Linked DNA regions of Mus musculus: region 1 is linked to region 2. A link is a contact called in public HiChIP or PLAC-seq data. All regions are on one chromosome and are shown on one strand. The core of a region is the stretch at or near the end of the contact, and the rest is flanking DNA. Distances in the headings are between cores, read along the strand shown.

Region 1 (4,196 bases), core at 290-2,789, 320 kb after region 2:
GCGCACACACACACACACATACACAAAAACACAGACACACACACACACACACACACACACACACACACACACACAGACACATTAACTTCATCTTCCATTTACCTCAGCTTCCTCATCTCCCAGCTCAAAGGTCTCCTGTGCCCTCTTCATTTCATTATAAAATTGTTTATTTATTATTTGTTTGTTCTCAAACCCCAAAGCCTTTAAATTTAGCAGATGTGTCTGTGAGCTTCCCCAAGCATTGCAGCGCTGTGACACTGACAGAAATGGTTTGTGATTGATCGATGCCGAGGCCCCCACCGATCTTTTTTATGAGATGTTGCGGTAGATCCCAGGGAGGTACCACTGTGGTTTCGCTGTGAGGTCTCAAGTGCATCCATTCCCCCTTTCTCAGGACTTGAAACGTATCTGGCTCCTTGGGGGACTTGTCCTTTCGTGGCTTCGGATATTAGAACACCTCCCATTCTGTTTTCTCTAGGGGTGCCCACTTCAAGAATGTAGGGCGGGCAGTGTGGTCCCTGCCTCCAAGCCTGCAACCTTGCGGTCTGCAGTTCCTTGATTATCATAGGGGGTTTTCATGTCCCTTAAAGTACAGCCTGTGTCCTGTTCAGTGAAAGTAACAGGGAGAGAGTGAGGGCATCGTCATGGGGTTTCCTGTGAGAACCCCAGTCACTCTGCCTCCTGTCTGGGAAGTGCAAGATTGGGGCGGTGCTACCTGAAGCATGAATTCAAAAAGAAAAGTCAGATGTTGGGCATGGGGGTGCACACGTGTCACCCCAGCATCCTGGATGCCGAGTTCTGGGAGGACATCAAGTTCTGGGTGACTCTGTCTCAAAAAAAAAAAAAAAAAAAGACGGAAAAACAAAACAAAACTGTGTCACGTGACCTCGATGTACGCGTAAGAACCAACAGAGCATGCTCCACACACTGGCAGCAGGCATGCCCGGGGCAGGATCTCGGGTTTCCGGTGTTGTACTGAAATACACCAGGCAGAGCATTTTATAAAGAGAGAGGCTGTCGGGTCACAGAACTGCGCATCTCCTGGACTTTAGTGGGGGTTCCCCGGCGATGGTTCACGGTGGAGGATGCGGTGTATGAGGGGAAAGGAGGGGAAGGAGAGGGATTTAGGGCACCCGAGGACTTGCTTTCATTCTCCAAGATCCTGTCTACTCATACAGTCACATTCTGAGATCAAAGGGGGGGGGGAGGGGTGGGATGCTGAGCATACAAATTGGGGGTGCACAACTATATCATAATACAGTGTGTGTGACTTGGAACACCCCAATATCCCAGAGTCTGCCTCTCCTCACTCCCTGGTGCCCCCCAAGGGGGCTGGTTTGCTTCTTCTACTCTCTGACATCCCAGTCCCTTACTTTCATGTCTGTCCCTCTTTCCCAGTCCCTCTGGCCTTTGTATGGAAATAACCCATGTGTCACAGGAGACAAGTCTTTGTTCAAAAAGCTACTGCAGCAGCCAGCACCCAGAGCTCCTCCAACACAGGTCACTGTCCTGTTCAGGGATGTTTGTTGATTGCTCATTGACCTGGGAGTCCTCTGTCTTCAGATGAGAGTAGCTCTGAGCCTGCTTGCTACATACTTGTGCTCTCTCCTCTCCTCTCCTCTCCTCTCCTCTCCTCTCCTCTCCTCTCCTCTCCTCTCCTCTCCTCACCTCTCCTCTCCTCCCCTCTTTCCCTTCCTTTCCTTTTTCCCCATTCTCCCCCCCCTCCAGAAGCCTTAGTCACAAACAATCAGGGTGGGACAATGTCTTCTCCAGGAGAGATATGGGGGTCATCTTTTATTAAGAAGAGAGCTTTTGAAATGCACGGTGAGTGGTGTCCCCCTCATTAGCCGGAGAGGGATCAGGACCAGCAATCTAGTTGATCAGCAGCCGCAATTTATTTTAAACTGCCCGTTTTCTGGATGTCAGAGGACGACTTTTATGTATAATCTTATTTCCAATTTCAACAAAGAACACTTCACTCATGTTGGGTGCAGAGATTTTTTTTTCCTCTCCATAGACAATAACCGATTATAAAAGCAGCTCCCGGCCGCCTCCCCCCCCCCCCAACCCATCTCGTCGTGGTGTTGACATATGGAAATGAGGCAAATGTAATCCCTGTAATTACAAGCATTGTAAGCAGGGTACAATTAGTGTCTCTCCAAGCCGATGTTGTAATCAAAAGACGTTGGTGACACAGTCCAAGGATGGAGGAGACACTCCACAGAACCCAACATGGGTTGGAAAGAAGTTTCTTTCTTTCATTTTCTTCTTCTTCCCACACGGAGACAAATGTCGCCTCCTATTCTCTCATGAGTGGGTGAGGAGAAATCAGTTCTAATTATTTACTCCGCCCATCTAGACCCACGCAGACAGACAAGGGGGCTCCACTTTAAAAATAAACCCAGCCACGTGGCAGGTAGGGCTGGGCTCTGCGGGAGCTGGAATATTTAGACGGTGGCTTTTAAGGTCACCTGTTCTACCGGGGGTATGTCAAGGCACCCGCTGGCCAAATGGGGCCCCATGGGTGAAAGTCAGACACCCACAGGGCTTCCATGTTATCAAACACATTTGGGGCTCAGGGCTGTGGCCGTCACAGATACTTTGCTCATATTTTATTTGAAAACCTTTGTCGGCGTTTAGGTGCCAAGGGGGGTTTGTAGCAAGCATGTGACGCCCGACTCCTGAGAAATTAGAGCTGATCACAAAGGGGAGACCTGTGGTGACACAGGACACCATGGGTGTCCAGTGCCTGTAGGTCCCTGGGGATTCCCACCACTTGCTCAATTCCCACTGAACCACCAAGTTGAAGGAGCTCCACAGACTGGGGCTGTCTGCAGAGTTTGTGGGAGAGCCATTGTGCCTTCCACCTCGGCTGTCTTCCATTTCTATGAAGCACAGTCCCCTTCCTAGTCCCCAAGCCCAGTGCTTCGGGGTGTGTCCTTCCCTGCCAAGCAACAACCAGGCATCCCTACCTGTGCCAAACACAGCTCACCAGCCTTCCCAGGAGGCAGGTCCCTCCCTACCTCCATGGGCATCTACCTCCCAATGCAGTGTGGCAGTTGGGGAGGGGGAGGAGGCTACATTTGAGTTTCTGAATGAATTATTCAACGAGGATTTCTTTGTTGCCTCCAAAGTGAGTGCAGGGGAGGGGGGGGGAGAGAGAGAGAGAGAGAGAGAGAGACAGACACACAGAGACAAACAGAGAGAGGCAGAGACACAGAGAGACAGAGACAGAGAAGAAAAAGAAGGTTGGATAGTTACAGAGCCGATGGTGTGCTCATCACAGCTTAGAGAAAAAAGAGGGAAAAGAAAAAAATGAGGGAGAGGGGACAAAGGAACAGAGAGAGGTGCAGGAGAGAGAAGAGAGAGGATGAGAAAGCAGGGAGGGCGGGGTAAAGGAAAGCTCTATTATTCCCGTTGAAATTGCCCAGCTAAGGAGATACAAGCTCTCCCCAAGGCCAACACACTTCCCAGGACTCAACTCTCACTGTAAAGGAAAATCTGAGGCCATCCCCAAGTTCACATGCTTGAAATGTCCTCTCCCCAGTCCCCTAGCTGATGGCATCCAGAGGTGCCTCGTCGAGGTTATTAGAGTTCCTTCATGAGGATGGGGTCCCTTTGGTCATCTTGGTGAGATGGGACCAAGAAGATGGGACCCTGTTTGCCCACCTAGCACATCAGCTAGCTCAGATCCCCAGAACCGTGAGGTATATAGAAAACAGATAAACTTCTGTTTTCTGAAAATTATCCAGTCTTGGGTATTCTGTGGAAGCAGCTGAAAATGACCCCGAGAGCCATGTTGACCTCCACGCCGCACCCTCTGGTCCAGAGGTCGCTTTAACTTTGAGCCAATTGCTCCGCAGTGCAGTAGTTCAGAATCTAGCACTGTACCCACAGGGAAACAGCTCAAAGCTATAGTGTGGAGGGTAGGGCAGCCACAGTCACAGGGTTGTCATGGATGCGCACACTGCATAAGCCCACGAGCTGTTAGACTAGCTGCGTTCTCTAAGATCCCAAGCCTGAGAATCTTCTGAGTGAACTCTGTCCCCAAACACCAAAAAGACAGTTGGCATCCTGCTCTGGCTCCTTCCTCCCCTGTCTGGTAGCTCAAGCCTCCTGCAAGTGCAGCACCTGTGACATCCAAGGATTGCTGAAGATGTCCACCTGTCCACAGGAGGCCATACCACTCTTGGCTG
Region 2 (4,398 bases), core at 1,552-4,051:
CCGCTATAATCAACTGAATTTTCAAATTAAAAAGAATCCCCCTTTCCCAAGATTATCTATATAGGTAATATAGACACAGCGAAAGAAGAGCAGCCAAGATTCTAGGTATACCAGATGGCGCTGGATCTCCTGTCTGCTGATGCTGTCTGTCACCCACACAATTTGTAGATAGGGACCTTGCAGAATTTTTCCAGCAGGAGGAAGCCAGAGGGGACCAGGTCTAAGACCCACACAGCTGCTATGACAGTTCGAACGGGGTAAGGAATAGGATTATTAATGACGTGAACATACATACAGAGAGGCAAAAGTATGCCAGCAGCTGTGAGGGGCATTCATGCCCCTAATATTGGGAACAGACAGCATGGTGGGGTCTCTGAAGAGAGGAAACAGGATGTATGTGACAGAGTGGAGTCTGTTTGAACATAAATACTTTTCTGAGGATGGTGAGATTTCCCAGCACAAGTCTACAGACAGGCTCTCTGATTCCCAGGTAGGAGGCAGGGTAGGGGTGGGGAGCCGTGTGTGTGGTGTCTTCACTACCCTGTGGTATTGAAGACAGGTCCTGAGATTCTGTTAGCTTGGGCTTCACAGACAGTGTCTCAGTAGGTACCTGTCAGTATCCGTGTGAGGGGAGGGGCTGCTGCAGAAGTGTCTTAGGGTTACTATTGTCGTGGTGAATACCATGACCAAAGCAACTTAGGGAGAAAGGGTTTGTTTAGCTTGTACTTCCACATCATAGTCCATCACTGAAGGAAGTCAGGGTGGAAACTCAAGCAGGGCAGGAACCTGGAGGCAGGAGCTGATGCAGAGGCCATGGAGGGGTGCTGCTTACTGGCTTGCTCCCCATGGCTTGCTCAGCCTGCTTTCTTATAGAACCCAGGACCACCAGCCCAGGGTTGGCTCCACCCACAATGGGCTGGGCCCTCCCCCATCAATCAATAATTAAGAAAATTCCCTATAGGCTTGCCTACAGGCTAATCTTAATGGAGGCATTTTTTGTTTGTTTGGTTTTGTGTTTGGTTTTGTTTTGTTTTGTTTTGTTTTGTTTTGTTTTGTTTTGTTTTGTGTCTACACTCTCCTTCCCCTAGAGTTTCTCCCTGTAGCCCTGGCTCTCCTGGAACTCTCTCTGTAGACCAAGCTGGCCTTGAACTCACAGAGGTACACCGTCTCTGCCTCCCAAGTGCTGGCTCACGGATGCATTTTCTTACTCCAGGCTTTCTCCTCTCAGATCACTTTAGCTTTATGTCAAGTTGATACAAAACTGTTCAGCACATGGCTGGAGCAGCAGCTGTGTCCTGATGTTATATTCTATGTAGACACAGTGTGGATAATAACTTCATCTTGTGCCAGGGTTATACACCCACTGTGATGGCCAGTGCTAGTTGCCAGTTTAACAGAATCTAGAATCACCTGGGAGGTGGGCCTCTGGGTATGCCTATAGGGATTATCTCAATTACATTAACTGAGGTGGGAAGATCTACTCGCTGTGGGTGCCACCTTTGCCTGATTGGAGTCCTGGACTACAGGAATGGAGAGAGGGAGTTGAGCAGCAATATTCCTCTCTGTGTATTTGGACTGTGGATGTCATGTGACCAACCAGCCTCCTGTTCCAGCCACCAGGCCTTCCTTGCGACAATACACTGTATCCCTCTGGACCTGTGAGTTGAAATACATCCTTTCTCTTTTACGTTGCCTTTGTCAAGTATTTTATCTCACTAAGGAGAAAGTATCCATGCTTTCCTGTGAGCCTCCGGGCATCTCACTGATGATCTTGGCTCACTGACAGAAAAGGCCAGCTTACACACTTAGGCATTTATGCTCTTTGTGTAGGGTGCTGAGGAAGCCTGTGCTCCTCTTTGTCTCCGCTGAGCTACTAGCAGAGAGGTCCTTGGGATTGGGATTGCCAGACCCATTTTCAAGTCAAGAGCCTGGGACAAACCCTGGGAGTTCAGCCTTGTGGGCAGTATTGTCCTGGCCTGGCAGTCCTGGGTTCTATCAGAAAGTAGGATAAGCAAGCCATGAGGAGCAAGTCAGTAAGCAGCACCCTTCCATGGCCTCTGCATCAGCTCCTGCCTCCAGGTTCCTGCTGTTATTGCTTTTGGGGATGAACAGTGATGTGGAAGCCTAAGCCAAATAAACCTTGGCTCCCCATGTTGCTTTGGCCATGGTGTTTGATCATCCGAGCATCTCTGCACCCATGCATCCAGCCATCCTTCAAGCTCTTTTCCTTATTTATTTTTCTCTTTCATCCCCTTACCCATCCTCCACCCAGCCAGGCCCTGCTGAGAGGGCCCTTGGAGCCTGACTCCCCCCACCCCTGCCCCAGTACTCTGCACACACATCATCCAGAGCACATCAAAGCTGCCTTGGATTCTCAGCCTGGGCAGGAGGAGGCTCCTCTGTATATTTGCTGTCTATAGCACCTGCTCTGAGTGTCCCTCATGGTCCACCATTTCACTAAGCACCATCTCAGACTTCTCTCTGCATTTCATAAAACACCCAACCAGCAGCATGTTGGCACAACGAGGCAATAAACAGAAAATTCGATTTATTTACCCAGATAGGAAGGAGGAAGCCCTACAGCTGCCCAGATCCTTCGTACTGTAAAGGACCAGCATTCAGAGAGGCTGTCCCTAGGGAGGTTATCTGCAGAGGCCAAGTACCAAGAAGAGGCCCCACGGAGGGGCTGGCAGAACTTGACAGCCTCCCACCGCCTTCTTCCACTTTATTCTGCAGCCCCATGCAAATCACCAGGAGTCTCATTTGCATATGCACCAGCTCATTTCCATATCCCCAGCTCTGGGTGGCAGGGCCCTGGGACTAGCTGACAGCCGCCCCTTTTGTTTGCTCCTGCCATCCAGGGAATTGCTTCTCTGTCCTTCCAATTGCGGCTGGGGGAGAGAAAGAAAGAAAGAAAGCCAGAGAAAGCAGAGCAAAAGGAGGACACCCTCAGGACAAAGCGACAGTCACCATCTGGGCAGGAAGGGAGGAAACACCACTGTCTGGAGTTGGACACTAGGGAAGCTAGTGACAGAGGGCCGGGCCGGCTGCAGAGGGATCCCAGAAGTGTCAGCACTGGCTGCAGGCCCAGCCTTGTCACACACTTGGCTCTGGGATCTCTGCAGGTGACTGAGATGTGTGCCTCTGTTTCCCCCTCTGGGACATGGCTATTTCTCAGTAGCATCCTGAGCTTGTGGGGAGCTTAAGGGTGTGGATGCTGCAGGCCCATTGGTGGCCCTCACCTCTTGCTCCCTTCTTGTGTCTGTTGGGGCCCCTGGTGGGGGTGACACAGCTGTCAAATATAAGCAGAAGGCTTGCCTGCCATTCCCTCCTTTGTGAGATCAGCTTGTATCCATCTAACCTCTGTCTCTGGGCCTCAGTTTTCCCAGGGTGGTAGACTCTACCACCAGAAGCTGGTTCCATTTGCTCTGGTCTGATTTCACTGTATGGAATGAGTCTAGCACCTGGCCCAGCCCTGATGTCCTTTGTGCCTTGCATCTATGCCCATTTTACAGATGAGGACATGGAGGCCCAAGGACAGTCTTCGGCCCATGCTTTGTTGTCCTCTCCTTCCACACTACTGCTCACTGAGGAGCCCCTGGCACCATTCCTGTTCCAGCAGACCTTCTGTAAGCAAGATTGTTGAGGTCACTTGGGGTGGTCACATTAAAACCTGCACCCTGTTTCTGACTACATGACTCTCTTTGGTCTCTGTTCTGATCCACTCAGAATTCTATCTTGGCTCTTCAGTACACACCAAAACTCTTTCCTCTTCTAGGTTCTAGATGACAGCATGGTACAAGAAGTATGTGTGTGTGTGTTCATATGCATGTATGTGTATATGTGTTTCTGTATGTATATATGTGTATGCATGAGTGCATGTGTATGTGTGTGCATGAGTGTATGTTTGAGTATATATGTGTATATGTGTGTATGTATATATGTGTATGTGTGTGCATGAGTGCATGTGTATGTATGTGTAACTATGTATGTGTGAGTGTATGTGCATGTATGTCTGTGTATATGTGTGTGTATGTATATATGTATATGTGTGTGCATGAGTGTATGTGCATGTATGTTTAAGTATATATTTGTGTGAGTATATACATATATGTATGCATATGTGTGTGCATGAGTGTGTACTATAAGTGTGAGTGTGTGTTTGTATATATATATGTGTGTAAGTATATGTGTGTGAATGTATATATGTATATATTTGTGTGTATATATGTTGGTATGTATAAATGTTTGTATGTATATATGTATATGTATGTACATAAGTGTATGTGTATACATGGGTTAGTATGTGTCTATGTAAGTATATGTGTATATGTATATGTGTGTATGTGTGTACATGAGTGTATGTATGTATATGTTTGTGTAGGCATATATATGTGT

Evidence for each region. HiChIP or PLAC-seq counts read pairs in DNA pulled down with a chosen protein or histone mark.
Region 1: an H3K4me3 HiChIP or PLAC-seq map of embryonic basal ganglia shows a contact between it and region 2, with 4 times the contacts expected there. The contact joins two enhancer-like sites. A contact is called at or near these places in 1 of 484 Hi-C or Micro-C datasets (nephron progenitors) and 2 of 115 datasets of contacts at active chromatin or transcription factors (embryonic basal ganglia and embryonic stem cells).

What each region holds. Positions count from the first base shown.
Region 1 is chr5:111,841,697-111,845,892 of GRCm38.p6, forward strand. No RefSeq gene overlaps it. Among named protein-coding and RNA genes, the nearest start is that of Gm29935, 49 kb to the right of the region's middle. Within about 2 kb of position 1,540, at least 33 of the 459 cell types and tissues checked have an H3K27ac peak or open chromatin away from gene starts, as enhancers often do. A contact at or near this core is called in embryonic basal ganglia, where this site is marked.
Region 2 is chr5:111,516,895-111,521,292 of GRCm38.p6, forward strand. No RefSeq gene overlaps it. Among named protein-coding and RNA genes, the nearest start is that of Gm36223, 9.8 kb to the left of the region's middle. Within about 2 kb of position 2,802, at least 50 of the 459 cell types and tissues checked have an H3K27ac peak or open chromatin away from gene starts, as enhancers often do. A contact at or near this core is called in embryonic basal ganglia, where this site is marked.